Linked DNA regions of Salmo salar: region 1 is linked to region 2. A link is a contact called in public Hi-C data. All regions are on one chromosome and are shown on one strand. Each heading gives the region's core, a stretch centred on a gene start, on an enhancer-like site or on the middle of the called end of the contact. The rest is flanking DNA. Distances are from core to core; before and after follow the strand shown. Region 1 holds the start of meis2a (Meis homeobox 2a). Region 2 holds the start of dph6 (diphthamine biosynthesis 6).

Region 1 (4,229 bases), core at 1,489-3,988, 330 kb before region 2:
GCTATAGTTAGGCTACTCTTGCACACCCAGTGTTTCAGGATAAACACACAATACAAGCTCCTCAGCAGCATTTGATGCATATGACCGTAGTCCTCGCCACGGTCACTAGTCTCACCATACCTGACGGAAACCGTGCTACGTCGGGAGGGATGTTCATTCAGCTCTCGGTAATGATCCAGACAACTACTACCTCTATGGAAAAAGTATGATCGCATGTTCTTGCAAGAAAACCTCAGTGTCCTTATGATAAATTGTGGTTGGTTTTGAAATTCGTTTCGGAGAATTCAAAACAGTATGACAAAACATTACCAAATTTCTATTGACCTTAAACATAACCAAATTTCTATTGACCTTAAACATTACCAAATATCTATTGACCTTAGGGGATTCTATTATATCATAATGTAAATAATAGAGTGGGGCAACATTAATCTATTTGGACGATATCGACCGGGAATAAATAATAGATTGCTGAGACATTCTAAAATATCTTTATTTCACGAAATATGACATTAATTCAAACGTGTTTATGTCCAAATAAATCAGACATATTTTTATGATTTATAATAACATTGAAACTGATTGCTTGTGATTTTGCTATTAATTTGAATTAACAGCACTGTCAAATATTAGGCCTACATTAACGGATTGTAACAGTTATAATAACAGGCAAATAATAATAATTACAATAATATAATAATCAGAGCTTCATGTGTCATTTTTAATTCCACCAGTTATCTATTTCGCAGGAGCTTTCATGTACAGAAAAACACCTTTGAGTAATTGCATTGAGAGATGAATGGCCTGTGTACCAGTAAATTCCTTTACATTAATTGAGCCAGAAACCAGAACTAATGATGGTCCCAACTTCCTCACTGGGTTTTTCTATTTACTCCTAATCTTTGGACAAATAGTACAATTTTGGTTACCGTTATTTTTGATATTACACAGCACCCTGCGTGGTTCACATTTCACACAGAAAAATTGTTTGTTGGGATACAAATGATGCTTGATATATTGATAACATCGGCATTCGAATCCATTCTCTCTCCTCACAAAATATTTTTCAAATAAGCCTATTTTCAACCGTAAAATATATTCAATTGCACTTTAAAAACATATATGGTTCAAATAATAATGACTTCATTATGATCACAATTTATAATGCATATTATTCGTTGTCACGCAAATTAGATTTTTCCTAAAGATTACCTATTTTTTTCATAATTCTTAATAGTGGCGCGATTCAACGTTTGGCGTTTGTTCAATCCGCCAGATGTCGCTAGAGGAATGCATATTTTACGCATTAGGCATGCTAAGTGTCTTTGAGACAAATCCCAAGGATTTTCAAGGGAGAACGCCACAGTTACATTTTGTGTAGCTCCCCACCCCACCCCCTCTCTCTCACCCTCCTCAGACACCAGAATCTGAGAATCGATAGAGGGGAAAATACGGCTTTGGAACTGAAGAATTTACAGTTAGCCGCGAAACTTTGACAAGTATTTGAGTTGCTCATTCCACTTTCTGGGACCCTAGTCACATTTCACGTGGGGTCAGAAAGAGTTCAGCCTGGTGAGGTAATGCCGTATGTGTTGCATGAGGAAAACATTGACAGGGCTACGTATAAACAAAAAAAAACGTCCCTCTAGATTATGTAAACACTAAGATAAACAAACCTATATAAATGAATAGTTAGTTAATCACTAGATTTGAACATATACATTCGAGTATTGATATTGTCTGAACATCAACTGAACAAAAGCCTACTATAAAACTTCAGAAAATAACCATACATTAAATATACCTTTAGGTTAATGAAAGTGTTGGTTTTCTGTCCCCCTCAGAAAAGTCTATGATCTACTCTTATCTGTGGGCTTTCTATTGCCAACATTAGCTTTTCCTATTTGCATAATCTCAAATACTAAGGCGGGCCAACTCAGAACAAAGTAACAAACAAGATTAGGCCGATGTTATTTGTTCCTGTGGTTAAGCAGCGATTGTTTCTAAAGAAGTATTTAAGGTCACTAAGAGGATTTAAACCCCGATTCGTATCAGTGACCTTTTTGAAGGAATTAAATCAACAAAACATTTCTCCATATTTAGCAACAAGATAAGCTACCAGGCTAGTTTAGAGGAAGCCATGGCAAAGTGGAGATATTGGTGTCTGTTTTGAAATGGGAGTTTGGGGGTTACTTTTTTACAGTAGGTGCACTTTTAGGATGTGACACCGAGTGGATCTTTAGCCTCGTGATCGTCTCAGTAGTGTTTTCCTTGAAATGGATCCGCTGCCCCCTAATGAATCCAAACGCAGCTGGCCATGTCCCACACGGACACCGAGAGCTTTAACCCTAAACTGACCTCAATTTGACACCACCAGATGAAATGTTACCGCCTGTTAATGCCATCTTCTGCAGAAGAGAGGGATCCGCATGTTGACGGAGATGCACTTCTACTTGAACACAGATTTTGTTCATATGTATCCTTATCCATATGAGTCCTCAACCTGAAAAGTCACACAATGGGAAATCCACTTATTGAAAATGTAGTGCTAAACATAATGGGTACTTGGGCATGATATGGGACACTTGAAAGGTCTTGGTTTGCAAACACTTGCATGTTTCCAAAACCATGAGAACATGTTTTAGGTATCCTCCATTTAATCTAGGCTATGTTCTAGGTTTTACAAGGCTAATTTAATCGTATTATTAAATATTAATTTGAATTATATTAAGACTATTAAGTATTAGGATTGAAATACAATATCCAGAACGAGGATTTAGAGTGTATAAAAGTGTATTTATTGCCGTAACTAAAATATAATGTCTCACTAACAGGATTCTGATTTATTTGATGTTATTCGGATTTATGTTAGATTTGAATGCTGATAGTGGCTATATTTTGGATTCACCATTGCATTGCATTGCATTGTAATGAATAGCATGTCCTTAACTTGTACCAAGAACTATAAGTAAAATACCTCAAATAAACTTCATAAACATTTAACATATTGTGTTATATACATTTGATAAAATATACAACTTTTGAATGTTGAAAAGGTTGAGGTGCATTTTGGAAAAGGCTATTTCACATAACCACCACCTCAAGCTTCACAAGCTCTTGAATGTGTACATCACCCGCCTTTAGGCCAAAATATATATAAGATAAAAGATTTGTTCCAAAAAATCTGTGTATACGTTTTTGACCATATGACGTAATAATGTGTCACTTTTTACTTATCCAACGCTTTAAAATGTTACTTACATTTTTTGGGATTGGATAGCTCTAATGCGACTGAATCATTTTATACATTCACAGAATAGGCCTAATCATATCAGCTACTTAGCCTGACTTTCCACAACTGCACTGTTGGAGAACCTTCCGTTTTACGAGACACAACAAAGGACATAATATGATTCACTTACCATGTTTGTCCGGAAGAAAAACGCTAGGGTTAGTGTACAGGTCATAGTGCACGATATCATTATATAGCAGTCGGGCTAATATCAAAAACCCATGTCTTCAAAAGCTCACGCATCCAGCCCCTGGTTCTGTTCACAGAATGTAACATCGGTCAGAGGTATTTGGAGACGATGCATGCCGCTCTGCGCATAACACTGTAGTTCCTTCTCGGGCTATTGCACGTTGAACTGTCCACACAGCCGTTCGTCAACCCTGCAGTCCTACTTTTTCTTGTAGGGCTTCCCACCCCCTTATGCCAACAAACAGAATTGTTGTCACAGTCCTTCATTTTAAAAATATTTTTCAATTGCTATTTCTATTGTCATCCCAAGCAACCGTATGGCGCGTTTGTTTGTTGGGAGTATATTGACCTTACAGCTGAATCCAACCCACTAGCTCATCCAACCTATGAATGGTTAATTTCGACAACCACCAAAAATGTCACCGAGCCATAAATGTATCAATTTATGTGAAAACATATCAATATAACGATGATGCCATCTGCGCAAAAGTGTATATTATCAATGATGGAGCTAAATATTAAAAGGGATAGATGGCCTGTTTCGGTTTTGTGCGTAAAAAAGCTTGGGCTCAGGGAAAAAGGGCTATAGCCTCAGCGCAATCGATGGCCGGAGCGTTGCTCCTCCTCTAAACTTCAAACTCAAGACATGATTGATGATCTTGTGGAGCTTTGATAATTGACTACTCTGAGGTAAGGCACGGATTTCTATCTAGAGAGGGGATTGGACGAGAGAAACATACAAAATTAC
Region 2 (4,325 bases), core at 427-2,926:
AATGCTTGTGCTTCTAGTTCCAACAGTGCAGTAATATCTGACAAGTAATCTAACAATTCCCCAACAACTACCTAATACACACAAATCTAAAGGGGTGAATGAGAATATGTACATGTAAGTATATGGATGAGCGATGGCTGAGTGGCAATAGGCAAGGTGCAATAGATGGTATAAGGTACAGTATATACATGTGATATGAGTAATGTAAGATATGTAAACATTATTAAAGTGGCATTATTTAGAGTGGCATTGTATAACGTTACTAGTGATCCATTTATTAAAGTGGCCAGTGATTGGGTCTCAATGTAGGCAGCAGCCTCTCTGAGTTAGTGATTGCTGTTGAGCAGTCTGATGGCCTTGAGATAGAAGCTGTTCTTCAGTCTCTCAGTCCCAGCTCTGATGAACCTGTACTGACCTCACCTTCTGGATGGTAGCAGTGTGAACAGGCAGTGGCTCAGGTGGTTGATGTCCTTGATGATCTTTTTGGCCTTCCTGTGACATCGGGTGCTGTAGGTGTCATGGAGGGCAGGTAGTTTGCCCCCAGTGATGCCTTGTGCAGACCACACCACCTGCTGGAGAGCCTTTTTATTTTTTTTAACTTTTATTTAACTAGGTAAGTCAGTTAAGAACAAATTCTTATTTTCAATGACGGCCTTGGAACAGTGGGTTAACTGCCTTATTCAGGGGCAGAACGACAGATTTTCACCTTGTCAGCTCGGGGATTCAATCTTGCAACCTTTCGGTTACTTGTCCAACGCTCTAACCACTAGGCTACCTGCTGCCCCTGCCGCTGTTGCACCTTCTTCACCACACTGTCTGTGTGGGTGGATCATTTCAGTTTGTCTGCGATGTGTACGCCGAGGAAGTTATTTTGAGCTTGTGTCAATTTACCAGGGGGGCAATGTATGCCAAACAAAGTCCATTGATTTAAAAGTTTAACAAACCATACCACTCTATGCACAAGGACTACACAGAACATTTTACAAAAATACATTTATTTGAAGAGCAGTGCAGACGCAAAATTTGGTAACAGAATGATGGAACCAACAGCACAAACCATCATACAAGCTTTGCGTCTGCTCTGTACTTCAAGGAAATGTGTTTTCGTAAAAGGTTCTGTGTAAATTGTTAAAGGTAGTCCTTGTGCCTAGAGTTGTATGGTTTGTTAAACTTTTAAATCAACTGAAATTTATTGGCATACATTTTAAAGTGAACAATGTGAATATCAGCGTAATTCTGTTACTGTGGAATTGTGCAGTGAGGAAAACTGAAGGGGTCATTAACTAATTCAGCCAAAGAGTTTGGGATGGCCGTCTTTGGTTGACTTTCTCATCACAACACATGCACAATCAGCATCTCCACATTTGGTTGATCACCAAACAGTCCTACAGAAAACTATCAACTGCGAATCTATTAATTATATTGTAGTATAACATGTTAGCAGCTCATATGTAGACCTTCAGGACTGTAGAAACTTGCACCCACGACATATATATATATATATATATGTTATTGATATTCATTAGGAGTATCAATAACATTGGTACTCTATCATAGAGGAATAAGACATCTATAAATAACATTACCGAGCAAAGTGTTCATTGTAATAAATGTTTCATTTTAAATCAGGCACCCCACAGGACAGCTTCATTCATAAAGGTCCTTTCAACCAGGAAGTGCTTGCTCACATGAGTTTTTGTGTACATGTCGAACTGCTGCTGTGACTGGTTGCTATGCTGTACACATATTCAGAGTAAACGAAACATAGATAACATTATCCGATTATGCATTTAGTAACTGTTTATATCTACAGAAATATTGCATAAAGAAAATGAAAGTAGTCGCGTTGATAAGGTAAGCCTAAGTCATTGCTGTCACAGCTCCTGTTCTATCCACGTTTTCTAGCTAGCTATCTGAGAAGGATGTGTTGCTTGCTAACTAGGTAGATATATCCTGTACTTTGTTAGTTAGTTTAAGATGAAGTGTGGGAGAAATAGCATGCATCGTTATTCGTTACAGAAATAAAGGTTCATAACATTCTGAATACATGCAAGTAAGAGGAACTTGCATTTCATTATAGAACTCTAAAGGAAATCACCCTAACATTTGTATGTTTCTGATCATAGTGACAGTGATACGGCTATTTACATAGTTGCACCTTCATGTAGTGAATGCATTAATCCCTCTGACTGTATTGTTGCAGTGGAGGTAAAGACAGCTGTTTTAACATGATGAAATGTGTTGCTGCTGGACACCAGATAGTAGCGCTGGCCAACCTGCGTCCTGCTAACAAGGGTGAGATGTCTACCTGTTTTTCCTCCTGTATGTGTGGGTACTTAAAACAAAATTAAAATATTGGTCAATGTTTCCCCTAAGAGATGTGCCTTGCCAAAGTGGAACAGTAATACTGTAAATGAATGAACTTCTGTTATCCATCCCCTGTGTTAGATGAGTTGGACAGCTACATGTATCAGACGGTGGGGCACCAGGCCATAGACCTGTATGCTGAGGCTATGGATCTGCCCCTGTACAGACGCACCATCCAGGGCTCCAGCCTGGACACTGGGAGAGACTACAGCCAGACAGAGGGAGACGAAGTGGAAGACCTCTACCACCTACTGAAGATGGTTCAGGTAAACCTCAACATGGAGGAGTGAGTGGGACATGGGGACAGATAAGAGGAGTTGTATTGCTAGTGTTTTAGCAAGATGAGGCAACAGCAAATTAGTTGGCTAAAGAGACCACACTGGTAGCCTATAAGACCAACCTATTTACTCTGCAATCAGTTCTTAGAAGTAGCTTAGTCTGTTGATATCAAGGACCCCCTTTATACAATGCCATACAGTCTCATCAGACATACTTGTGACTACACTTCAAGGTTCAGAGAGAGCTACGCTAAACTACATGACATGTGTCACAGTCTATGAGCCAACTTTCAGCCTATCATCACTCTTTAGTATAGGGAGGTTATCTGACGGTAGTGGTGTGGTGTGGTATAGGCAGGTTATCTAATGGTAGTGGTGTGGCATAGGGAGGTTATCTAACGATAGTGGTGTGGTGTGGTATAGGCAGGTTATCTAATGGTAGTGGTGTGGTATAGGGAGGTTATTTGACGGTAGTGGTGTGGTATAGGGAGGTTATCTAATGGTAGTGGTGTGGTATAGGGAGGTTATGTAATAGTAGTGGTGTGGTATAGGCAGGTTATCTAATGGTAGTGGTGTGGTATAGGGAGGTTATCTAACGGTAGTGGTGTGGTGTGGTATAGGCAGGTTATCTAATGGTAGTGGTGTGGTATAGGGAGGTTATTTGACGGTAGTGGTGTGGTATAGGGAGGTTATCTAATGGTAGTGGTGTGGTATAGGGAGGTTATTTGACGGTAGTGGTGTGGTATAGGGAGGTTATCTAATGGTAGTGGTGTGGTATAGGGAAGTTATCTAATGGTAGTGGTGTGGTATAGGGAGGTTTTCTAATGGTAGTGGTGTGGTATAGGGAGGTTATCTAATGGTAGTGGTGTGGTATAGGGAGGTTATCTAACGATAGTGGTGTGGTATAGGGAGGTTATGGAATGGTAGTGGTGTGGTATTGGGAGGTTATCTAATGGTAGTGGTGTGGTATAGGGAGGTTATCTAATGGTAGTGGTGTGGTACAGGGAGGTTATCTAATGGTAGTGGTGTGGTACAGGCAGGTTATCTAATGGTAGTGGTGTGGTATAGGGAGGTTATCTAATGGTAGTGGTGTGGTATAGGGAGGTTATGTAATGGTAGTGGTGTGGTATAGGGAGGTTATGTAATGGTAGTGGTGTGGTATAGGGAGGTTATGTAATGGTAGTGGTGTGGTACAGGCAGGTTATCTAATGGTAGTGATGTGGTATAGGGAGGTTATCTAACGATAGTGGTGTGGTATAGGGAGGTTATGTAATGGTAGTGGTGTGGTATAGGGAGGTTTTCTAATGGTAGTGGTGTGGTATAGGGAGGTTATCTAATGGTAGTGGTGTGGTATAGGGAGGTTATCTAATGGTAGTGGTGTGGTATAGGGAGGTTATGGTTGCAAAACCCTTGTTGGCAATCACAGAGGTCAGACGTTTCTTGTCCAACTGGCCACCAGGTTTGCACACATCTCAGGAGGGATTTTGTCCCACTCCTCTTTGCAGATCTTCTCCAAGTCATTAAGGTTTCGAGGCTGAGATTTGGCAACTCGAACCTTCAGCTCCCTCCACAGATTTTCTATGGCTAGGCCACTCCAGGACCTTAATGTGCTTCTTCTTGAGCCACTCCTTTGTTGCCGTGTGTTTTGGGTCATTGTCATGCTGGAATACCCATCCACGA

What was found. A called contact is a pair of places that touch in the nucleus more often than the background predicts.
Region 1: a Hi-C map of muscle shows a contact between it and region 2, with 3 times the contacts expected there. The contact joins the promoter of meis2a here to the promoter of dph6 in region 2. A contact is called at or near these places in 2 of 3 Hi-C or Micro-C datasets (gill and muscle).

The regions. Positions count from the first base shown.
Region 1 is chrssa01:33,734,644-33,738,872 of Ssal_v3.1, reverse strand. meis2a (Meis homeobox 2a) reads left to right here and starts at 2,738. Exons shown (of 12, transcript XM_045717090.1): 1 at 2,738-3,450. The coding sequence starts at 3,424. LOC123742471 (a long non-coding RNA gene) reads right to left here and starts at 3,587. Exons shown (of 2, transcript XR_006769646.1): 1 at 3,423-3,587; 2 at 1-2,503.
Region 2 is chrssa01:33,401,269-33,405,593 of Ssal_v3.1, reverse strand. dph6 (diphthamine biosynthesis 6) reads left to right here and starts at 1,676. Exons shown (of 15, transcript XM_014193806.2): 1 at 1,676-1,854; 2 at 2,204-2,295; 3 at 2,449-2,633. The coding sequence starts at 1,832.